Linked DNA regions of Mus musculus: all the other regions are linked to region 6. Evidence: chromatin contacts called from public promoter capture Hi-C data. All regions are on one chromosome and are shown on one strand. The core of a region is the stretch at or near the end of the contact, and the rest is flanking DNA. Distances in the headings are between cores, read along the strand shown. Region 1 holds the start of Dgcr6 (DiGeorge syndrome critical region gene 6). Region 2 holds the start of 4933432I09Rik (RIKEN cDNA 4933432I09 gene). Region 3 holds the start of Pi4ka (phosphatidylinositol 4-kinase alpha). Region 4 holds the start of Rtn4r (reticulon 4 receptor). Region 5 holds the start of Lztr1 (leucine-zipper-like transcriptional regulator, 1). Region 6 holds the start of Scarf2 (scavenger receptor class F, member 2).

Region 1 (3,780 bases), core at 91-2,590, 270 kb before region 6:
AGATCTGACGCCCTCTTCTGGTGTGTCTGAAGACAGCTACAGTGTACTTACATATAATAAATAAATAAATCTAAAAAAAAAAATTATTAAAAAAAAAAAAAAAAAAAAGAAAAAGCACAGCCACTCAAACATTTGGTGAAGAACTAAAGCTCTCGGAGAACAAGAGACTTCTCAACACATTCTGAGGCATTACCTTCATCCCCACACAAATATTACAAGATGCATTCCTAGAATACAATTCCTTTCTGGGATTTAGAAATCAATGTCTCACGAGAGTAACAGCAAAACCATCTGATCATCTCCACAGGAACTGCAAAAGATTTCAACAAAATCCAACACCTATCTCTAATGGGAAAATCCTGTCTGGCAGCACACAGGCATTGCCAGAAAGGCAGAGTATGTTTGCATGTAAATGTAGCCCAATATAGAAAACCTGCTTAGCAGGTGAGAAGCCCTGGGTTCAGTCCTCAGTTTCAAAATCCAAAGCAATAACAAAGCCCAAAGATCTATAACGTAGCATGGGGACATCGTCACACTATTCTTTCCTAAAATGTTTGAACCGAGTCAAGCTTGAACAAATAAAATGGAAAGGAGATCTGATGGTACAACGGAAGATGCCTAGTATAATTTATAGGAGGAGGTGATCAAGCCTGATACTCAATGGGAAGGTGCTGGAATAATGGATTATCTCTGTGGTAGCACACAGCTATCAACAGACCTACAAGCAGCGAGGTCCATCAAGCCTAGGAGGATGTGGGTACTCTAGGGAACGCGAGTAAGAAGTTTCTGGACAGCAGACTAAAAGGATCAGCATGGCTCTGCACCCCCTGACCCGAGGCTCCCGCGGCTAGGGACGCCCTAGGGAAGGTCCCGTCGCCCCCTGCACCTCGGTGTTCGTTCTGCAGCCGCAGTCTCTGGTTGTAGAGGCTCTTCTCAGTGAGGTGCTGAATCTCCAGAAGACCCTGCACGATTTCAAACACCGTTCCGTCGAGCAGCGCCAGGGCCAAGTCGCTGAGCGTGGTGTAGGACAGGCGCTGCTGAAAGGAGCTGCGGGTAGATCGCCGGGTGAGCGCGGCCGCGGCCCTGGCCCCGGCTCCGGCCCCGGCCCCGGCCCCGGTCCTCCCGCCGCCCGTCGCCGCGCACCTGGGCAGCTCCTTGACCAGGCTCTGTAGTGCTGACAGCAGCTGGTAGTGCCGCTCCTGCTGCCGGGCCCGATCCGCCGCCTCATCCCCGGCGGCCGCATAGCGGTCCATCGCGCGGTTTACCGCGCGGTCCCCCGCCGCCCCTCTACTCGGTCTCCTAGGGTGCCCCGGCGCGCCCCGCCCCCTCACGTCATTCTCCAGCGCGAACGACGCATGCGCCCCGCCCCTCCGGTCGGTCTCCGGCCGTTCACCGTGGTGCGTCAGGCACAATAAGACGCGCTCCACCCACCAGGGAGACTGCTTGTAAGCGCTTTGTCCTAGGGAGAAGAAATAGGGGCTCGCTGAGCTCCCAAGTGGTGCTGACCTTGGAGGTGCGCGCCCAGGGCTCTGCATTCTGGTGTTTTAAAGAAGCAACTCTGGCCTGCTGGGTGTTTTAAAGAAGCCAGTCTGGCCTGCGCCTAGTGTGCGCAGACTGAGGCCACTGGAAGCTGGACACTCCCAGCGGGTTGTGATCCACCCTGGGGGACCTCAGGAAAACAGTACGGAGGAGAGCCAGCTTCTCTTTAGGGTTCTTATTCTCATTAATAAAAGACTTTAGGACAATTTTATTAGCGTTAAAGGATACCCCACCCCCACAAGGAAACCTCAGCGACTGCCTGGAAGTGGAGAGTAGATGAGAAAAGAGTCTTGTGAAGTTGAATTCATGCTGGCTCAACAGTCCTTTACCTACTGAGCCAGCCCCAGCCCCTGACAGTGTCCACATTCATAATTTAGTTTGCAGCATGAATAAGAGAAATGACACCTTCCTACAGCGTTTTTTTAAATAAAAATTACATTCCCTGATGTGCCATCTTTTTCCCTTTTATTACTATTTTAAAAATATAACTCTGTTGAATCATCCTGGTTACTTTCTTTTTGTTTTCCCTTTTGCCACGATAAGCTCTGAAGTAGTGAATTCAGATCTGGGTAACATAAATTACAGTGAAGAAACCTTGTGAAGTTTGAATGCAAATGACCCCATAGCCTCAGATATTTGGAAACTTGGTCCCCAGTTGGTGGAATTACTAAGGAAGGATTAGGAGGTGTGGCTTTATTGGAGAAAGAGTGTCACTGAGGGCTGGTTTTGAGATTTTAAAACATACACCATCCATACATTCTCTGTCTGTCTGTCTGTCTCTGTATGTCTGTCTCTGTATGTCTCTCTACCTCTGTCTCTGTGTCTCTCTTTGTCTCTCTCTCTCTCTGTGTCTCTGTCTGTCTCTTTCTGACTCTCTGTCTCTCTGTGTGAGTGTGTCTGTCTGTCTGTCTGTCTGTCTGTCTGTCTCTTTCTCTTGTCTCATCACTACCAGCACCACCTCATGCTTTTGAATTAAGATATAAGCTATCAGCTACTTCCCCAGGGCCATACCTGCCTACCTGGCTGGTGCCATGCTCTCTACCATGGTGGTCCTGGAGTCACCTTCTGAAGCTGTAAGACCCCCAACAAACCCTTCTGTAAGTTGCCTTGTTCATGGTGTCCTCGCAGCAATAGAAAAGCCTCTGAAACACCTGTGCATGGAGAAATAATTTGCATGAATAAATATACTCCAAAGTAACTGTAATTTAATGTTGACAGTATACCAAATTATGGTGAATCATTTAAATCAGACATTTAAAAGTCACGATCTGCAGCTGGGGATGTAGCTTAGTTGGTAGAGCGTTGCCTAGCATTCAAGATGCAGTGGGGTTCTATGTGCAGTATCACAGAAACCAGGCATGGTGGCGCATGTCTGTGATTCCAGTACTCAGGAATTGTAGGCATGGTCGGATGCGCAGGGGCATCTTTGGCTACATAGTGAGTTCCAGGCTGGCCTGAGATGCAGTAGACCCTGGCTCCAAAAGAAAGTCATTAATTGTTCACATACTCAACTCTGGATATTGGAGTGTGAGCAATCCTTGAACATCTTTTTAGCACACCAATTAGGATACAAACAGATCCTAAACAGGGACACATGCCTGAAACACATAGTATTAGTGTGTACCCCACAATGTCCCGTAGGCCACATATTACAGCCTATGACAGCTGAGAAGGATGAAGGCTAGAGCAACCATGGTACCATGCCATCTGTGATATCACATGACAGCTAATGGAAGATACATGCCTCTGACATATCATGTCACTAAATCATGTAAGACATCGTATGACAGCTGGGAGGATGGATGGAGACTGCCATATTACGTAATGATTCTCCACAGTGACCCAGAGGAGACTAGAGAGCACTGTGCTGTGTCACATCAGGCCGTTGTGCATATGTGGCACATTAAGATGATCAGGAGTGGAGGCCAGAGTTAATAGCTTTTTCCCTGTTGCTTAGTATGGCAGTCCAGAGATGGCATGCAGACAGTGAGCCACAGTCTGCCATAGGGATAAGGTGATGTCACCTGTGATATTGTGATGCCAGGGCTGCAATCTGTCCTTATGAGAATAAGGAATGTGTTTCTTCTCAGCTGTTAGACCAAGGAGGCTGTAAGCATATCAGGTCTGGGCCTTCAACCTATATAAAATGTCATGTACAATATAAGATGGAATACAGGCCTGAGATCTCTCTCTCTCTCTAAATATATATATATATATATATATATATATATATATATATAT
Region 2 (3,833 bases), core at 1,071-3,570, 420 kb before region 6:
ATCCTACACAGTTGGGTCATGTGGAGCTTGGGTGGGAAGAACCCGCTGCTCCTTGGCTGCTGAGTGGGACAGTGTGAGACTGAGGAAGAGCAAGGTAGTGTGCTGGGGAGAGGCACAAAGCACAAGAGGCCAGAGAGCGGCTACAGCTTACCCCAGCTGCATTCATTCTACAGTAAAGCCCTTTAAAAACACAAACACAAAGAACACACTAAACTAAATGAAAGTGTCCTATCATAAGTGCGGTAGCAGTCAGCACAGGCATTTATTGCCATGTTGCAGTACTGGGCTCTGTATGCGTGCTCCGCACTGTCTTCCACTGACCATGCAGTGGTGTACTCTTGCCCTCCCAGCACAACGGTGAGGGATATGTTATATCATGATGCCAACAGCATAAGTAGTTGATGTGACATTTTCTTAGCAGTGATGAGCATGACACCCAGGGCTTTGCACATGATAAGCAGGCATCTACCGCTGAATTATTCTTCCATCCTTGGTATTAAATATTGTCTGTCTGTCTGAGGAATACTGATGTTTTAAAATTAAGTCACTTACTTTACACCCCATCACAGCTCCCCTTCTCCTGCCCCTCCGTCCTATTATGCATTCTTATGATTCTTATGGGAGCACATATTGCCTATAATTGACCAAAGGATTATGTAACACATGAGGATTTTTTTTTGACAAGTTTGAATCTCACTGGTCATACTTTTTCATCGCTGGAGGTCACTGTGAGCCCCTCAGTGCCTCTTCCTTTTCAAGGTACCCTGTTCTTTTTTTTTTTTTAGGATGCAGCGGTTTTGGAGAAGGACAAGACCTTTTGATGACGACTTTTTCTTTTCCCCTTATGGTTCTTTGGTTCTGTTTTCCTTTATTCTTGATCACTTCCCAGCAGATACTCTTCAAATAAAAACCTGTTTGGGGTTTTTTTTTTTCTATCTCTGTTTATGAAGGAGTTCAGAAAGCTAAAAGGTATTTTTTTTTTCTGTTAAACCATAGGGAGGTCCAGGTTGAAGCAGGAGGGCCTCTTGCCATGCATATCACTGCTCCAGCTCTGGTATCTGGAATGATGAGACCTAGGGAGTTTGCCAAGGAATTCTGTTGACAGCTGCCATAATCAGTACTGGAGTCCAAGCTTGTCTGCAGCCAGTTCCTGCTTCCCAGCCACTTGTATCCCGAGTTAGCTGAGTCCCGCTTTCAGTTTGCTGAAGTCCCTTACAGACTAACGGCCGGTCTCCTGTTGTCTTGCAGACCTGGAATGAATACCCATCAGGGGCCACTGAAACCTGTGGCGGAGGAGCTGGTGTGCGCTACAATGAGAGCTCCGGTGGGGCCCAGCTGGCACACAAGCTGGAGTCCTGCATTTTTCCAGTATGGGATGCATCTCTACACTCAGTACAGACTGAGGCTGGCAGTCACACTAGAGGAGAGGCCTGGAATTGCCCCAGCATGCCCTACGGCACTCAGAAGCTGCCCACTCTGGTCCCTGGAGGGGCTTCTAAGCCCTCTGCCTGTTGGTTTCTTTCTGGGGTTTCATGGTTACCAGGATATGATGATCTCAGAGGTGGGAGCCCAGGAAGGCCCTTGGATGGCTTTGGAATGGGGTGGCTTCAGCAAAGGCCCTGAGTAGCTGACAGTGGTGGTCGTGGTGTCTTTGTTCTATATTCTGAGTCTCCAGACTTGGTAAGGGCCCAGTAGATACTCAGGATGCTGTCCTGTTAGTACCACACAAAGGCTGCAGGCTAGGATCCTCAGGTCACAGCTCCAAGTGCTCAGCGTGGGCTACAGTTACTGAGCAGCCGTGGAAGGACTGAGGGCACTTCAGGTGCTCATATGTTCTGAGACCTTAGGTGCCTACCTTAACCCGAAACCCAATGTTCTCTGATCACCTTACCTTTGTTGGGCTGTGCCCTATCTGGAAGGCTGGTTTCTTTCAGACAGCCCCGAAGACGCCTCCCCCTTTTCCACGGTCCTTGTATGCTCTTGATCTCCAGAGAGTCCTGAGAGGTGAGGGAGTCTAGTAGGAGAGAAGAGCCCCAGGTCTGCCGTGTAGCTGGTTCCGCATGAGCATGAGCTGTGCTAGCATGTTAAATACCCTACAGATTGGTGTGTTGGGTTGGGTGAGGGTCTGTGTGGAGCCCCGAGGCTGCACTGGGTGGGAGTGCTAGGATGATGCAGACTCGAAGACACACAGAGAGTGTGGGACACTAGAGTGTGCTGTGAGGAGCTAGAGTGGCCCTAGCCCCTGTTGCTAGGCAGCGCATTTCCCTGGACACCAGTTGCCATGGCAGCCGCTTCCTGCCCATGTTGCCATGACACCCAGATGGCCTTGAGGAGCCTGAAGTGGTGGTAAGGGGCTAGCTATCCAGACACACTCACACCACCCTTCCCCCCAGCCCGGCTGGTGCCTAGGGGATGCTGAGGAGAGGAGAGAGGACAGGCTATGTTATCCAGAGCCGCTTGCCTACAGCTGGCCTGAGATGAAGTCAGGGGCTAAATGGGCAGATTCTACTCTCCTTACTATGGCCTTGACACTCAATGACCCATGCTCATTACAGGGCCTGAGTAGAACTCAGAGTCATAGAGCCAGCCACACCCATGAGAGATTCTCATTTCTGTATTTTTAACCTGGGCTTCTGGCCCTTACCCACCTAGTCTGTTCTCCACTTGCAGCCCCAAAGCACCCTGCGTAGGACTAGAGGATCCTACAGAACCTGGATGAATGTGTCTGGGGTTTCACAGGCATTCCTGGAGTGGCCTTGGGATTATTACCCTGTCATCCAGGACTCTGCCCAGTCCTTTCATCTCCTACCCAGGACCTAGGGTATGGCCTAGGCATGAACTCTCCTTTGCTCTGTTAGAGAGGCAAGATGACACTTGGCTCTGAGTCACAGCCTGTGACCTTCCAGGTGGCAGAGGGGCAGATGAGGGATGAAGTGGTCTGTGTGATGAAGTCACCCCAGGGCCAGAAGGTAGGGGCTGCTAGGCCTCTCTGTTCCTGGCAAAGTAGACATGAGTTTCTGAGAGCTGTGTGACCTTCTCGGCCTTCTCCAGTCTGCAGGGAGTGGGGAGTGCAGAGCAAGCAGGGTCCTGAGACCATGGTGTGGGCAAAAGAAGGTCTCAGAGCTAGGCATGCTACTTCATGCTTGTGTGTATCAGGATTTTGTAAGGCTAGAGCAGGAGGATTGCCATGAGTTTGAGGCCAACCTAGGATGCACAGTAAAATCCTGTCTCCATGTCTTATCCCCACAAAGAGGGCACTAGGTGGGCTGGGTCCTTGAGGTCTTCTAGGAATTCCCAGCTCCAGAGGTTGAAGCTCTTGGAGGAAAGGCACACCCATGGGGCGCTCAGTACTGGACATGGACTTTCTGCTCCTAGAATGTATGTGGTGACAGGCTGTTTGCTCCTCTCTTCTGTGGTCACTCTCTGGAAGCCACTGCTCATATTTTTTTTAAAAAATGATTTATCTATTTTATGTGAGTACACTGTAGCTGTCTTTAGACACACCAGAAGAGGGCACTGGATCCCATTGGAGATGGTTGTGAGCCACTGTGTGGTTGCTGGGATTTGAAGTCATGGCCTCTGGAAGAGCGGTCAGTGCTCTTGGCCACTCGTATTTTTAACTTTAACAGTCAGAAAGACAGTAAGAGTGCTAAAGACAACCCTTGTGAAAGACACAGTCCCAGTAGACAGCCATCATTTCAGGATGTCGGGGGCTCTGAGGCCTTGTACTGGGAGGTGGCCTGCTGACCGCCATGCTGTGCTCCACTAGGCTGCTGAGCGTAAGCACCCCTGCCCAAGCTGAGGACCCTCTCCTTTCTTAGGAGTCAGATCTC
Region 3 (3,737 bases), core at 504-3,003, 390 kb after region 6:
CAATTGATCTGGAGTGGAACATTAAGAATCCAGTACACAGAAGCACAACTTCCTAGAGGCAGAACATACATTAGCCGTCAGGGAGACAACAACAGGGAAGGTAGGAGAAGGTAAAATACCAAACAGTGGCAATAGAAAACAACAGAGATCTGTCCAAGTCCCAGAGGAGAACACTTGCCAAAGATCAGAGATGAAGACTGGTAAAGAAAGACAGTATTTTGTTTCAACTATTACATTTCAAAACTGTAAAATACTTAAGATTATTCTTGGCTGATATATCAGTAATTTCTTCTTCTGCCAAAACAACTATTTTGCCAGTAGACTTAGGGGCAATCTGGTGTCTTGGAATAATCTTTATTTTATGCTGGAGAAGATGGTACATGCCTGAAATCCCAGTATCAGAAAGATTGAGACCAAGAATTCTAAGTTCCAGACCAGCCTGGGCTTCATTGGTAGGCTGTCCACCAAGCCGAACTCCTCAAAAAGAAAAGGTCTTAAAGAAGTTTCAGAAGACCATTTCTGTTCCCAGCACCCATCTGTCAACTCCAGCTCCAAGGGATTCCCTGGTGCCCTCTTCCGGCTTCAGGGGACACCCTTAAACTGTGCATATGCAAATACAGGTAAATTAAAGGAAAGCAAAGTTCCTAGTTGCTGAAATTTTCTATGGATGGAAAGAGCTGTCACAATAACACACGGTCTACAAAGGTAAGAGTCGACTCAATTCAGGATCTGGTTTCCTGAGCAGGAGCCCAGGCGAGGGGACTTAAATATTCCCATTAGAAAGGTGAAAAGTGGTCAAGGATGTGAGAAGAAGAACACAGGCTCCCTTTGCGTCAGTACTTCAGGCACCACCTGGCACTTGAAGCATACACAGTTCACACTTTAACTGGGCCACTAGAGAGGAACAGCTTGAGGCTTCTGCCTAACAAGTTATATGTAAATGAAACAGACACTACTTCCCAAATACAGGCCGCACTTTGGCATTTTTACTCTCACACAGAACATTATTTGGAGTTTACTTTTTAACTAGACATGAGGGCAGGGCAGCGAGGGAGAAATTAACCTCGCAGAATAATAGATAAGGAAGCTTCCAGAGGTAAACATCAGGTGATCCTGATACATAATTCTTTACACTATGTCCATGAACTTACGGTAGGCAATTAGAAAAATACCAAAAGATCGTAAACAAAATATTTCTTCATCCCGTTTTTATAACGCATTGATTGGCCGGTTTAGCTCAGTTCTGCCCCAGGCTCACCTCGGAAGAGGCGACTCCGATCTTCTCCGATTCATACATGAGAGACAAGGACCTGCTGGTACTGGCAGCGGTAGCCTCGGCCCTGCGCAACACCTCCTGTCTCAGGTACTGCTGCCTGTCAATGGGCGCGTCGGGGCCGTCAGGCAGGTCGCGGACGTCCTTCCACGGCGCGGGCCGGGTGTCTTCCTCTTCCACGTCATCGTCGAAAGGATTATAGCTTTTAGGATAGCCAGACATGGTGCGGGAGACGGCCTGCACCTAGGAAGCAGGAGGGGTTGCTGAGCGAGGAGTCGATAGCCCAGCGCCGGCGGGCGGATTCACTGTGGACGCCGCGCGCACTACTTCCGCCAGCACTGCGCTAGAGCCCCGCCTCCAGAGCCAACCCGGCGGCGGAGCGGCAGAGGGGGACCAGGCCCCACCCAGTGCGGGGGAGGGGAGAGGGGAGGAGTCAGGTGGTCAGGTGGCCGGGAAGTCGGCCGCCTCTGCGCCTGCGCAGTAAGGACCGGTGGTGGCGAGCCCAGAGCTGTGAACCCAGCCGCCTGCGCCGGGGCGTGCGCTGTGATGGCGGCTGCTGGGGCCCGGGGAGGAGGCGGCGGTGGCGGCGGCGGCGGCGGCGGCGGCTCGGGGTCCAGCTCTGGCTCCAGCACCTCTCGAGGCTTTTATTTCAACACAGTACTTTCACTGGCCCGCTCCCTGGCTGTGCAGAGACCAGCATCCTTGGAGAAGGTAACCCTGCGTACTGACAGGAGGAGGGGCCTGAGGTGGCGAAGCGGCGGGACGCTGCTGGGTCTGAGAAGGCTACTTGCGACTAGAGAGGGGCTCCTGAATAGAGGTGGCAGCGATGTAGGGAGGTCGGTGGGAGAGGGTTCTGGTGAAGAGAGGAGTCGGGAAGTCGACAGGACGCTGGGAGGTCTGGTACCGGTGGGAGTGGGAGGGCAGTGAGCTGTGGGCGGGCGGACTACCGCTGTGACATCTCAGGCGCGGGGGTTGTGGCAGCATCGTGACTGCCTGTGAGGCGTGGTAGGATGAGCCAAGGACCAAGAGTCCAATCCGGGCTTTTGGTCCCGATTTTTTGTTTTCATTCAATGACCTTGGAGAGGTGTCTTTCTCATGAAATGGGACGCCCTCCTCCCCTACACACTTTTTGCCCTTCTCACTGGATTGTGGAGAAGGACAGCTATGCAAATCGTATTATTATTTAAGAGATGGTAGCGTTAGACTGGATCAAAAGATGATGAGTTTCGAGAAGATGCAGTGGCAGGAATATGCAGTGGACTGTTAGTAGACAGAGAACTAAATTCAGGATTGCTTCAGAAGAGAAAGACACGCCAGTCCTTATCTTGGAAGATAAAAGATATGCTTGGACCTGGGATAAGAGGTGAACTGGGTGGGTGGTGAAGGGTAGAACCCCAGGATTAAGGAGGCTAACCGCTTTCTTTTAGGGGAAAAAAAAAACCCAAAAACCAAACAACAACAAAAGGATGTTGTGATAGGAAGAAGACAGATTTTAGTCAGAGCTGACTAAATTTACAATTTCTGTGTGCAGTCTTGAGGAAGAAACTTGCATGCTAACAGCCTATTTGCTTATCTATAAAACCTGTGAAGCTTTGATGAGTTTACATATTAAGGCCAGGCACAACGTGGATGAACAATAATAGTCAGCTGCTTTTCGCCCAGGAATGTGTAAATAGACTCAGCACAGTATGTTAGCACTGAAGGGAGGGGGCTGTCTGTCCATTCAACTTTCTGAAAGATGGAAAGAACCTGGGTGACATGTGCACCTGCGCGCTGATGGGTAAAAGTGGAAAGGCAGAGTGACCTGGTCTTTGACCTTGTAAGTTTTCAAACTTGATTGTATCACCTACCTGCAAGGTGAACAGGTTCTGGAAGATCTAATGCCAACCCGACTTCTGGCTAAAGAATGAATACAGACTGGACATGGTAGCATGCACCTGTAGTCCATGCTACTCAGGAACAGCCCAGTATCCGCAGAGGTGCTGAGGAGTTGTTGTTCACTCAGGGAGTTGGTATCTCAGTACTCATGTCTGGCAGCTTAGGACTGCTTGAATGTTTGAAGGTAACTCCAGTTTTAGGGCATCAGAAAGTCCTCTTGTGGTGTCCATGGGCACTTGCATGCATGAGCACATACAAGCACAAATAAATAATAACAACATCTTAAGAAGATTTATTTATTTATTATATAATTATGCTGTAGCTGTTTGCAGACACACCAGAAAAGGGCATCAGATCTCATTATGGATGGTTGTGAGCCACTATGTGGTTGCTGGGATTTGAACTCAGCACCTTTGGAAGAGCAGTCAGTATTTTTAAGTGCTGAGTCATCTCTCCATCCCCCAACATTTTTAAATTAAAAAATAAAAGATGGTTTAGGACTTGTGGTGCAACTTAGGCAACATATCAAGATCCTGACTCAAGCAGGGAAAGACAGCAGTGTGTGTGTGTGTGTGTGTGTGTGTGT
Region 4 (3,553 bases), core at 759-3,258, 330 kb before region 6:
AAGAGACAATGCAGCGTCAGAGATGGGAAGACAGGCCTGGGGCTTAGTGAAGGGAGTGGCCAGGTGTGACCCCATACAACACCTGAGCTAGGTGAGCAGCACAGAGCTGCTAACCAGAAGGTCACCCCCGGGGAATAGCTAATGTGCTAAAGGCAGGGCCTCTCGGGGGACCATGCTGGGTTGGATGCCCTAGTTGGTGGAACTGCAGAGGCAGCCAAGTGTGTCCAGGGTCAGACCCTTTATCACAGTGGTGACCTCAAGCTGGGAAATAGATTTTCCCTGCCCAGGTAGATTCCAGCCCACCATAGACCACCATTGCCCCAACTCTGGCTGGTGGGAGAGCAGCTGGTAGACTCTGCATCTCACAGCCTGGGCTGGAGACACTGAACAAAACCCCTAAATACATTCTGAAGGCTTTTGATCCAGATTTGGGTATAGGCATAGCCCACCTATGTACACAAGGGCACCCACACTCTGAGACAAACGGAAACATGAAGATATGTTTAAAGGCACCCATGGTCATGCACACAATCATGTATGTGCAGATATATACCACATTACACACACGTACTTGCACACACAGACTCAAGCACTGTGAAGGAGACTCCAGGACTTGTCCCTCTGTCTGGGTCCAGCTGCCCGGAGCATCCCTAATCAAAATCCAAGTGTGTCTCCATGGGAGTGGGTCTTGTTAAGGGGCCCCACCATGTGCTAAGCATGAAGATCGCAGCAGGCAGGCTGCATAAATGCATGTATGGTCATAGGTGTGTAGGCAGGAGTGAGGACAGAGCTATGCACCCGAGTACAGGGATGTGCTTATAGCATTTATGTGCATGTGCACACTAGGGCAGATTTGGTATGCATGTGCACTGGAGGTGTGCAAGGCTGTATGTAGCCCATGTAGACACGTGCAAAGAAACGTGTGTGCAGCCTGCGGCACCATGGACATCAGCAGGGTAGATAGGGTGGGCACCTGGGGAAGGCAATGTGTTCACCCCAGATTCTCCAGGTAAGGCATGTCCAACCTGCATGAAGCCCATCCTCCCTTGCCCCTACTGTGGGGGCTTTGCAACCGGATGGGAGGAGGGAATCCCACAGGGCTGCCAAGGAGGGGGTGTTTCGAGCACCAACGCCCCTCAATGGAGCCGCTCACTCTCAGGAGCTCTCCCGATCTCCGAGGAGGAGACATTGCCTTGCGTGTGTGTGTGTGTGTGTGTGTGTGTGTGTGTGTGTTCTCCTCTCTACCTGCTCCAGAGATAGCTCTGGGATCGCCCTGTCCCCCACGCCCTCTGCTGCTGCTGACACCCGTATTCATCCCTACTCCGTTTGACCCCAAAGAAACAGCTTCTGAGCAGGGTTCGCTGGGCAGACCCCATCTCGGTCCGGTGCCCACGTTTCTGCAAACCCGCTCATTAACCCATTCGCCGCCTTTGCGCTCTCAGGTGGGACCCCGCCCTTCCAGCCCTCAGTCTCCACCCGGCCCTGGTCCAACATCTGGAACCTCGTACCCTCCATCCCTGGCCCCGCCGTCGCTGTCAACTTTCCCGCAAAGCCGCAACTTTTGCGGCTGCCGCGGGCTCCGCCCTCCCAGGGCCCAGTTGCTAGCGGCCAGCGCGCGGCGTGGCACTGCGGTGGCCCTCGGGAGCGACCGGCGACCCGGCTCCATCTCTGGCAGCGTGAGCCATGCCCTGCGTCCCCCCCGCCCCGCCCCGCTGCAGCCTGTCTCCGGAGCGGCGCTGACACTCACCTCCGGAGGACGCCCTCTTCATCTTCGGGGTCGAGCGGGGCGCGTCGGGCACTGGAAGCGGCTTCGGGGCGGGCGCCCGTCTGCGCGCGGCCGGGTCCGCATCCAGGCGCCGCTGCTCCGGCCCGGTCCCGGCCCGGCCGCGGGACGAGGCTCCGGCGCTCCGCTCTACCGGGCCGGGCTGGGCTCGCGGGCTGCGGGCGCACAGGGTGAGGGCGGCGGCGCGGACTGGCGGGGCGCTCGCAGCGCGGGCCAGGAGAGGATGAATGTTTTATGGGATCATGTGGTTTGACGCGCGGAATCCGCCCGGTCTCCCCGCCGGTCCGGGCGGGGCGGGGCCGGGGCGGGGCCTGGCGCCGGGCGGGGCGCTCACCTGGGCGCGCCGCGCTGGGGCGGACCGGTGGGTACGGGGTGTAGGGCAAGCGGGCGGGCGACGGGAGGGGAGGCGAGGGTGTCCGGAGCGCGGTGCAAGTGGCAGGACGCGCTCAGCCACCCGGTGCACGGGCCACGCGCGGTCCCAGACAAAGGCGGCGCATTCCTGAAGAGGCGGCGGCCCCTGCAGGCGGCCGCGGGCACCGCGTCCCGGAACCGGCCGTGGGCGCGGGCTCGAGGGCGTGGCGGCACAGGCTGAGTCCCGAAGGGAGTCCTGGGCATCGGACAGATGCAGCAGGCCTTTGCATGGCCCGCCTCCGCTTGCCCCTTAAAGCCCTTTGCTCGAAACTGTCCTAGGCGACTGGGTAAGAAAACTGAGAGGCAAGGTGTAATAGCGCAGTAGTGCTCTCTCCAGCTTTGTAGTTCCCTGTCCCAGGAAGGACACTCAGGCTTTGTCTGCACCTGCCTCTGCACAAGCTCCTATCATTTCCCCTTTGCAATGGAGATTACAAAGTCCGAAGAATCCTCTGGACCCACCCTCCACCAAGCCAGATCAATATAAGGCCAATGTTCCTAATGGCAACCCCCCCCCCCAACATGTCCCATCTCCCATTCCTGCTTGGGTGCTCTATCTGGAGTTCTTAGGTGCATTCTGGGGTGGGGTGGTGGTAGAGGTGCTTCGGCTGGCTGCCAGGTCGTTGTCTGTATCTGTCCTGCACATTATCTAGCCAGAGAGCTGGATAGGGCCCATGGTCCGCCTGTCTCAGTAGAGAAAGAGAACACCCAGTATGGCATAAGCTTCAGGGGTGGAGAGCGCTGAAGAGCCTGCAATGGAATGGCTTTCTGGCCATATATGGAAGCTACACTGCTCGGTCCTGCCCTGGCTGTGTCCCCAACCACACCTCTGTGTGCTTTGTCCCAGTTGTCCTTGTTCATTTGACTTGGATTTTTCAGGTCACTGAAATGTGTGAGATGAGGTTAAGGCAGGGCAGGCACTCACGGCCACTTCTTCATTGGATACTGGTCACCAAGTGCCACCAGATTGACCCCTATGTGACTCAGTAAGTTCTCATTTCCACTCCCCACCACATGGGAGGCTGGCCACCCAGTGACAGATGAATAACCCAAAGCCAACTTCAAAGAGCCAGCAGAAGGCCATGGCCTATAGCCTAGACCAACACCTTTCTCCCAGTGTCCTCGAATCCAGCAGTGCCCACACCAGTGGCTGGTGTGGCTCCAACCACCTCATGTCGTGGGACATGGCTGAAAATCTGAAGACCAGGCTAGAGTCCTGGGCTACCATCTTTGCTCAGTGGCTTAGAGAGGGCACTTCCCCCATCGACTATTTTTAACGATGGCCAGGCTGCCCGTTAGAGAGGTAATGACTATGACCCCTTCTCCCATTGCTGGGGCATAGTTTAGGTGTGGGAAGGAAAG
Region 5 (3,684 bases), core at 1,001-3,500, 290 kb after region 6:
GCTCCAGTAGATGCTGAGGACAGCAGTCCTAATGTCCTACCCACTCTATGCTAGCTGCCAGCCTTTTTTGGTGTAGAAATTCTTACTAAGGCTCGTTCTTTTCTTTTGCTTAGTAAATGATTACATCTGGACACTGCTGTAGGAAACAGTAAGGAAATGGATCTCGGCCAACACCAGGGGCAAGTGGCACTTAAAAGAGATAAGAGGGCACAAGGCCTCACCCAAAAGAACATTAGAAGAGGACAGAAGTGTGGAAGGGAAGGAACAACATTGCAAATGGCTAGGCAACAAGGATGGGGACAAGGTCATCAAACAGACAGGACAGCACTAACAAGCAGGCCATACCCTCCTATTAGGACAAAGAAGACAGAGGCATTCAGGACTGTGAACCAATTAACGCGCACTCTGATGTGCAGTTGTACATGAATCCCCAACTGCTCTTGGAGAAAGAGGCTGTGGAAATGAGCTAAAATCCCAGACAGTCATGGCCAAGTTTGTATGTCTTAATAGACCTGAAAAATCTCACTTGCTCTAGGTCAGCTACCTCATGTAGTCTACAGGACCAAGGCTATAGTGCCTGTTCTGGGCTTTAGGCCAGGTTCTAGGCCTGAGAGGAGGGAGTCATATGTAAACACATAACCTCAGCTTACTTGGTGGAAGTCTATGTGCATGGAGATGTGCTTACTAGGTCATTTCCAGGAATATTATTTTCCAGGAGGTTAAAGCAACACAGGGAAATCTCCACCAAATGTGTGTACAGCATCAATAAAACTGTTTTAGAGGTAGTGAGATGACTCAACAAGACTTGCCACCATGTCTTGCAACCTGACTTCAAGCCCTGGTACCCATACAAGGAGAAAGATGATTCCTGCTAGCTGTTGTCTGATCTCCACATTTGCGCCCCTCCCCCCATAAGAGATGTTACAAAACAAAAATTTGGGCAAAGCCTAGAGAGAAGTGTAGGGAAAGAAGAAAAGTGCCAGTAGGGCTAGCATGTTTCTTCCAAAGCTGTCTCCTCTTTCAACACAAGGATATCTCCATGAACCTAGCACAGGCTGCCGTTTGAATGCTGGATAAAAGGGCTTTAGGGGTAGGGTCTTCCTCACCGTAACATGGGAATCAAGGGCAAAGCACCACACAGATGGCGAAACAGAGGCTCACAAGGCATAGCTAATGACTCCCATCCTCTGTCTCTCTCTGTCATCATCCCCTGCCACCACTTCCATCAAAACAGGCAAACTCACCCGTTGTCTCCACCAAACACATAGATGGCATCCTTATATGCCACGACTGTGTGCTTGCTGCGCCTAGAAAGAAAGAAGGGGTGAAGGGTGGTGAGACCGGAACTCTCCCAGCTGGCACCCAAGAAATGGGACTACACACATGGTTGCTACCACATAAGTTTGGACAAAGCCTCTCAACTGCTAAGATCTATAGAGATCCTTCAGTTCTTCAGACAGCAAGGACATACATCGGGGACGCTTCAGACTTCCCACTCATACCTCACAGCTCAGGGACCCAAACAGGATCCTCAGAAACACAAGTCTGGTACCCTGCCTAGAATCACTACGGTGCTGTTCCCTGGGAACTCAGCTTTGGGAACGACCAATCTATACTCCAAGACATCACACGGGATTTCGTCCCTACAGCCCGTCCTAAGACCAGCTCTCGTCCCTACTACCAGTGCCTTCAGGATCCCTGTACACTGTCGTACCGGGCGCCCACGAATTCGTCACAGGGCGGGAGGCGCCGCCAGCGATGCACTGTTTCGAAGGGTCCAAAGTTGAGCGTCAGGTACTCGACACTGTCTGAGCAGCTGTGGTCAAAGTCCACGCTCGGAGCCACCTTGGAGCGTACCCCTCCTGTCAAGGCCCCGGACCCAATGGGGCCTCCGGAGCCAGCCATCCCTTGTTCAGGCTGGATAGGCCGCCAGGTTGCAGGACTCACGGCCACCGCCCGGGCAGAGCCAAAGGACTACACTTCCCAGAGAGCCCTGCGCCGCTGGTGTAGCACTTCCGGCCGGTTTGTCGGGCCTCCCGACAAACCTCGCGCTTCCCGCGACGCGGCTCGCTATCGAGGAACCTGGCAGCCCGGCTCCTCGCATTATCGTATATCGAGCACATCACATTCTGGAAAGTATTTCTGGCCAAGTCTCGATTTGGGTTTCCTCTTTCAGGATACGCACTCAGACCATAGTAAACCACTGACATTCTCAAGGCAGCGGCGAGCTACACGCTCCCGGCATGCCTTGTAGTCGGGCTTTGCTGTCTCCCGGAAGATCCCCCCGCCCTCCTCCAGGATGAGGTTTCGGACTTGCAAGCGAGCTGCTCAATTGTCCACCTTCTGTTTGTGCTCCCCAAACCTGATCTTCACTGCTCCCCCTCTGCTCTCTCTTGGCATTCTTGTCTGGGACTCTCGATGGCGGGGCACCTCTGGGTTCTCAGTTGAGAGCAGTATCTTCATTTATTTCTCTCCTCTCTCTTCCTCCCCCTCCTTCTCTCTCTTTTTTTAAAAGATTTATTTATTATTATATCTAAGTACACTGTAGCTGTCTTCAGATGCACCAGAAGAGGGCGTCAGATCTCATTACGGATGGTTGTGAGCCACCATGTGGTTACTGGGATTTGAACTCATGACCTTCAGAAGAGCAGCTGGTGCTCTTAACCACTGAGCCATGTCTCCAGCCCCTTTCTCTGTTTTGCTGTGGGTTTTGAACCTAGGATTTGATCAGCATGCACTCTGCCACTAGGCTACACCACAATTTGTGTGTGTGTGTGTGTGTTTTATTTGTAGTCTGCTGCCAGCTGAATCACCCGTGAAATGATTCAGGAAGTTCAGGCAAAAGGGACACATGTAGTGAAATGGATATAATGTCAGTTGGTCTAGTTTCATATTTTTTTGGTAAGAGCTTATAAATGTAAAATAGTAAAAGTCAAGAGCAGCTTCACAATGGCTATCCTAACTGTACAAAAACAAAACCTAGAGATATACAGAATGCAACTGGATAGGTTTTTGAGTGACTACTGCAATCTAGCAGAGTGTATTTGTGAGTTAATAACAATGAGGTGATTTTCATTTTGTTTTATTTCAGACAGGGTTTCTCTGTGTAGCTCTGGCTGTCCTGGAACTCACTCTGTAGATTAGGTTGGTCTTGAATTCAGAGATCTGCCTGCCTCTGCCTCCCGGGCACTGGGATTAAAGGTGTGCGCCACCACCTCCTGGTCTGAGCTCAGGTTTCTGTGGCAGCATGGAGTCTGCAGGACCCAGCTCCCACCTCTCTTAAGTGGACAAATACAAAAGCTGTCTCTGGCTTGTGAAGCTTTTTTAAAAAAAAAAAACAAAAGACTGAGACTTCTAACCCTCCTGCCTCTGTCCTGAGTGCCACTATTACAGATGTGTCACATCATGCCTGGCTCTAAGTGTCGGCCCAATTACACTAGGACACAGTTCTGCTGAGACATGCGTTTTAATTTTAAGGTAATGTTGAAGGGGCTTGCTGGGAAAATCGTCCTAGTAGAGGAAACCAAGGCAGAGCCTGTCCTGCCTCTACACCCAGCTGTCAGTGACAGCTGAGGCATTAGGAATGGACCATCTTCTGGAGGCTGTGGTAGCCTGGCTGGAGGCGAGGCAGACAGGTCAAGGCAAGCCTTGGAGGACTCAGATTCCACAGTGAGGGATCCTGGG
Region 6 (3,869 bases), core at 607-3,106:
ACCTTGCACTAACAGGCCTGGAGGCTGTAGGTGCATGGCCTCGAATACGGGTTGAGCTGGCACCTCTCTCTGCTGGACCTCATGCATTGTAACCAAAAGGATGGCCCAGACTTCGGGTGAGCACAGTCCAGAGATCTTTCTTCCCACAAACTCTCCACCCACACTCAGGGCATCCACCCTCATCTCCAGCACCAAGAGCTGAGGCCTATTGCAACCCTATTTTACAGAGATAGAGACAGACCCCGAAAATCTAAGTATTTGCTCAGATCCAGACAGCTGGGGCAGTCTGCCGCCAGAGTATAATGGCAAAGCAGCTGTAGGTTACAGAGGCAGACATCCTCCTGAGAGGTCGGCCAGCGGAAATATTGGAGACCAAGGGTTCCCCAACTCCAGCTCGGAACAGCTTGACCCACCACTGGAGTCCCGTCCCCCAGCCAGCCGGTCGGAGGAGGAGAAGGCCTGGTGCGGGCTGACCGCCCTCCCTAGGCACCGCCCCGCCTGCCTCAGCCGCTGCATTCCTGGGGCCGGGGAGGCCCGGGACGAGGCGGCGGCGGCGATGCGAAGCAGATGGCTAGTCAGGCGCCCCCCCCCCCCCCCGCCTCCGAGGCGGGGCTCGCGGCCGGGAGTGGTCTGTGTCCTCTCGACCCGATTTCGGAAACCGCGCGGTCAGCTAGCAGCCCTCGTCTACTTTGACCCTCCAAAACCCTAGCTGACGTTTCGCACCCCGGGGAGCCGTTTGACCCAGGGTGCCCCCCGGGACCCTAGCCTGGAGTCCCAAAACAGCCTCCCCAGCACTGGCAGAGGCGCCCCACCGTGGGTTCCTCGCCTCTGCAGAGATGCCTTGACTGCGTCGTGGCTCCGACGAGCAGACAGGTCCCTCGGCTTCTGCGCCTACTCAGCCGTCGTCGCTCTTCACCCTCCGCGCAAGCTCCGGGCTCCACTGCTTTCTGGCTGGGCCTGTCCCACACCGGCTTTCCTAGCAAGATCCTCTCAGAGACCCACCTCCGTACACCCAGTGGCCGCCCACAAGGAGCCAACAGGGGTTCCCACGTCCTCCCCATCGCGCGTCCATCATTGTCCTCAAGCACTCCGGTTTCTGGTCCACCGTGAGTGTAGCCTTGTCCGTGCTCACTTTCACCACCATCTTCCTCCCACCCCGCGCCCGCTCTACCAAGACAAATCTGTCCTTCCAAGTCTCGACTGTCCCAGTGCCCAGCTCGCCCAAGGTTGCTCCTTCGCCCTTCTAAACCCCTACTCCAGGCTCAAGCCACTGGCTCCTAAAGCCTATGCACATGCTGTCCCCTCCGAGTGTCCTTGCTTGGCTTAGGGAGTAGCTCCTTTCTCTTCTCCCCTGACATTTTGGACACCACATAGTACCCCTGGGGGCTCCCCACAGTACTCCATTACCCCTCAGGTGATTTCTGGTCCAGCCGGCCCTCGGATGCAGCCTAAGGGCCCAGGCTTGGCCTGGAACCGAGCCCAAGACGCGAGGCAGGCCCGAGGGGCTCGCGTGACCAGTTTAGGGAGGTCCTAGATGGCCCGGACTGAAATGGGGCGCCGCTACCCCCAGCCCGCTTCGCGCCCACGCCTCGGACAGGCCCAGTTCCTACCCGGGCGTGCGGCACACGTTGCGGCCTCGCGGGTTCAAGTCCTGGGGCGCCGCGAGACCGGGCAGCAGCCAGAGCAGCAGCAGCAGTCCCAGCCCTCGGGCTCCCTGGCGCCGCGCCGGCCCGGCCCCCCGGGACCCTGCGCCCTCCATGAGGCGCGGGGCAGGCGCGGGTGGGCGCGGGTGCGGCCGCGGCAAGGGCGGCCGGAAGCGGAGTGCGAGGCCGGGCGGGGGGCGGCAGGAGGGGCGCCGGGCCGGGCAGGAAATTCCACATCGGCTCCCTGATCCTGGGCCAGCGCGGCCGGCCAGGCGGCAGCGCCCGCCCCGCGCGCCAGACCCCACCCTCCGGTCGCGCCTCCGCCCCTTCTTTGCTCGGCCCCCGCCCCCACCTGGCCATGCACGAACTCGGGGGTGAACTTGGTGGAAGCCGGCGAAGCACTGCGGGAAGAAGGAGCTGCGGGATCCTGTGAAGGAGTCCTGGTCCGCGCCTTTTCTCCCCCTTGTCAGAAGCCCTGGAGCCGCCAGGCCCGGGAGCAAAGGGGTCCTGGAGAAGGCCCCGGTTCACACACTGGCCTTCGGCTGGAGCTAAGAACCCCTAGTTGTTCTATGGTGTGCCATTAGCATCTCTTGATCTCCTGCAGCATGCAAGATGTAGACAAAGACCTGTGGGAATGAACTGGAGACCTAGGGAAAGGAGCTCTCTGAGGAAAAAGCCTGGAACAGAAGGAAGCAGTGATGGTCTTTGATATAATGAGGAGGTAAAGACAGGGAAGGGGACACTGGAGATGAAAACTGAAACTCAGAAGTCCTCTCAAGGGGTAGGAAGGAACTGGGTGCCCAGGGCATGTATTCAGCTTGAGAAGGCTATTGGCTCCTAAGAAGGAGAAGTTCAGAGAGTGAAATCAAGGCTTAGAATGGAGACCCCCCTACTACATAAGGACAACCAGGGCCACTAAGTAGATTGCTCTGTCTCTACCATACCCACTTTTGTCTCCTGATCTCCTGAGCACCTCATTCCCTAAACAGCTGTCAAAGTGAGCCTTGTCATGTAAGCAGAACCAGAAGTCTTCGGAGTCAGAAAGCTTCCTTTACCAGGAACCTCTAGCCTGACCTTAGTATGACATCAGCAAGCCTGTCAAAGGAGCTGCAGAATCAGTGTCCATCCTAGGGACGACTTGGACTTGGCTAAAGATATCCTTCCTCCAAGTCTCTACACAAGCTTAAGGATAAGACCCCTGGGCCAGGAGGCAGCTTGGGCAGGGGCCCTCTGTTAACCCTTTACTGTTCTCACCAGTAAAGCTCTTCTCTCATCCCTGCCTTGAATCACTGGCTTCACCCAGGCAGAGCAGAACACAGTACTTATGGTTACCACAGCCTAGGTCAGACAGGAGATGGTTGGAGCTGCATGGGTCCAGAAAAGACAAAGCAGGAGAGACCCTGAGGCAGACTGCTCCAGACTGCAGGAGTTCACACACCTTTGTTGGCAGCCTGGTCCCACCAAGGTGTGTGTGCTTCTGACTTGAGGGAAAGGTTAGACAATATCTTCCTGGGCAGCCGGCAGAGGGCACCTTGCGTATGAGGGACAGGTGGTGTAGACAGGGAGCCTGAAGGACTGAGCCGGAACCAGAGCAGTGGACAGGCCCAAGGCCATAGATGTTAGCAGGCTGGCGGGGAGGGGAGGACCTCAGGCCTCTCCTCAGCCCTCTCAGCCTGGCTAGGCTGGTGGCGCAGGGGAGAGGTGGAGTGGGTAAAAGGAACAGTCTTCCCATGTGGTCACAAATGCAAATACTTCTCAGCAACAAGTAAATAAGCCAACCACTTCTGGGAAGCTGAGGGTGAGTACAACCCTGCCCTCAGCAGTGGCCTCCCCAAGGAGGCTCCCCAGGCTGTTAGAAGCAGAGGTTCCTGTAGTTGCGTGGTTCAGCTGGGGCTTTCTAAGTACTGACCTGAGGAGAAGCCTCAGCTGGGCCACGTCCCAATGGCATCAGCCTATCCTCTTCCCATAGACCAATTCCCATGCTTGATGGCTATGAAGGGCACAACCTAATAGCAACCTGACTTCATGTTCATTACATGAGTTCCCCAGTGTCACCCACACACCCCATTTACCCTCTCCCTAAGCTAGGGTAAACTCCTGCCTGGGACCTGAACATACAAGCTGAACTTTCCAGGTTCGACTCTTGAGAAAAGTGTGGGTGGCCACTTTGAATGCTGTCCACTTTTCCTGTTGCTGTGGCAGTTGCTGACAAGAGCAACATAAGGA

The links. Promoter capture Hi-C pulls out the DNA fragments that hold promoters and counts their contacts. Capture Hi-C pulls out chosen DNA fragments and counts their contacts.
Region 1: a contact with region 6 is called in a promoter capture Hi-C map of adipose tissue. The contact joins the promoter of Dgcr6 here to the promoter of Scarf2 in region 6. A contact is called at or near these places in 6 of 39 promoter capture datasets (the C10 cell line, cranial neural crest, embryonic stem cells and 1 more), 3 of 115 datasets of contacts at active chromatin or transcription factors (large pre-B cells, pancreatic cancer cells and pro-B cells) and 2 of 9 other capture datasets (adipose tissue and liver).
Region 2: a contact with region 6 is called in a promoter capture Hi-C map of embryonic stem cells. The contact joins the promoter of 4933432I09Rik here to the promoter of Scarf2 in region 6. A contact is called at or near these places in 6 of 39 promoter capture datasets (the C10 cell line, the SN4741 cell line, cranial neural crest and 2 more), 2 of 15 datasets of contacts at CTCF or cohesin (embryonic stem cells and large pre-B cells) and 1 of 115 datasets of contacts at active chromatin or transcription factors (pancreatic cancer cells).
Region 3: a contact with region 6 is called in a promoter capture Hi-C map of adipose tissue. The contact joins the promoter of Pi4ka here to the promoter of Scarf2 in region 6. A contact is called at or near these places in 2 of 39 promoter capture datasets (hippocampal neurons and pre-B cells), 4 of 484 Hi-C or Micro-C datasets (CD8 T cells, cerebral cortex and embryonic stem cells) and 1 of 9 other capture datasets (adipose tissue).
Region 4: a promoter capture Hi-C map of embryonic stem cells shows a contact between it and region 6. The contact joins the promoter of Rtn4r here to the promoter of Scarf2 in region 6. A contact is called at or near these places in 4 of 39 promoter capture datasets (the C10 cell line, embryonic stem cells and liver), 2 of 484 Hi-C or Micro-C datasets (both in embryonic stem cells), 1 of 115 datasets of contacts at active chromatin or transcription factors (embryonic stem cells) and 1 of 9 other capture datasets (adipose tissue).
Region 5: a contact with region 6 is called in a promoter capture Hi-C map of adipose tissue. The contact joins the promoter of Lztr1 here to the promoter of Scarf2 in region 6. A contact is called at or near these places in 2 of 39 promoter capture datasets (cranial neural crest and hippocampal neurons), 1 of 484 Hi-C or Micro-C datasets (CD4 T cells), 3 of 115 datasets of contacts at active chromatin or transcription factors (embryonic forebrain, fetal liver and memory CD8 T cells) and 2 of 9 other capture datasets (adipose tissue and liver).

What each region holds. Positions count from the first base shown.
Region 1 is chr16:18,063,963-18,067,742 of GRCm38.p6, reverse strand. Dgcr6 (DiGeorge syndrome critical region gene 6) reads right to left here and starts at 1,340. Exons shown (of 5, transcript NM_001289814.1): 1 at 1,144-1,340; 2 at 887-1,047. The coding sequence starts at 1,253.
Region 2 is chr16:18,212,350-18,216,182 of GRCm38.p6, reverse strand. It overlaps 4933432I09Rik (RIKEN cDNA 4933432I09 gene), which reads left to right and starts at 2,320. Exons shown (of 3, transcript NR_015575.1): 1 at 2,320-2,346. It also overlaps a transcript of Ccdc188 not described here.
Region 3 is chr16:17,403,881-17,407,617 of GRCm38.p6, reverse strand. Pi4ka (phosphatidylinositol 4-kinase alpha) reads left to right here and starts at 1,753. Exons shown (of 55, transcript NM_001373955.1): 1 at 1,753-1,984. The coding sequence starts at 1,820. Snap29 (synaptosomal-associated protein 29) reads right to left here and starts at 1,618. Exons shown (of 5, transcript NM_023348.4): 1 at 1,259-1,618. The coding sequence starts at 1,495.
Region 4 is chr16:18,126,097-18,129,649 of GRCm38.p6, reverse strand. It overlaps Rtn4r (reticulon 4 receptor), which reads right to left and starts at 2,008. Exons shown (of 2, transcript NM_022982.3): 1 at 1,748-2,008. The coding sequence starts at 1,769. Gm52241 reads left to right here. Exons shown (of 2, transcript XM_030249377.1): 1 at 1-1,009; 2 at 1,443-2,036. The coding sequence starts at 986. The coding sequence ends at 2,036.
Region 5 is chr16:17,507,249-17,510,932 of GRCm38.p6, reverse strand. Lztr1 (leucine-zipper-like transcriptional regulator, 1) reads right to left here and starts at 2,250. Exons shown (of 21, transcript NM_025808.4): 1 at 1,715-2,250; 2 at 1,245-1,307. The coding sequence starts at 1,905. It overlaps Aifm3 (apoptosis-inducing factor, mitochondrion-associated 3), which reads right to left. Exons shown (of 20, transcript NM_001291070.1): 20 at 3,451-3,684.
Region 6 is chr16:17,795,269-17,799,137 of GRCm38.p6, reverse strand. It overlaps Scarf2 (scavenger receptor class F, member 2), which reads right to left and starts at 1,856. Exons shown (of 11, transcript NM_153790.3): 1 at 1,611-1,856. The coding sequence starts at 1,759.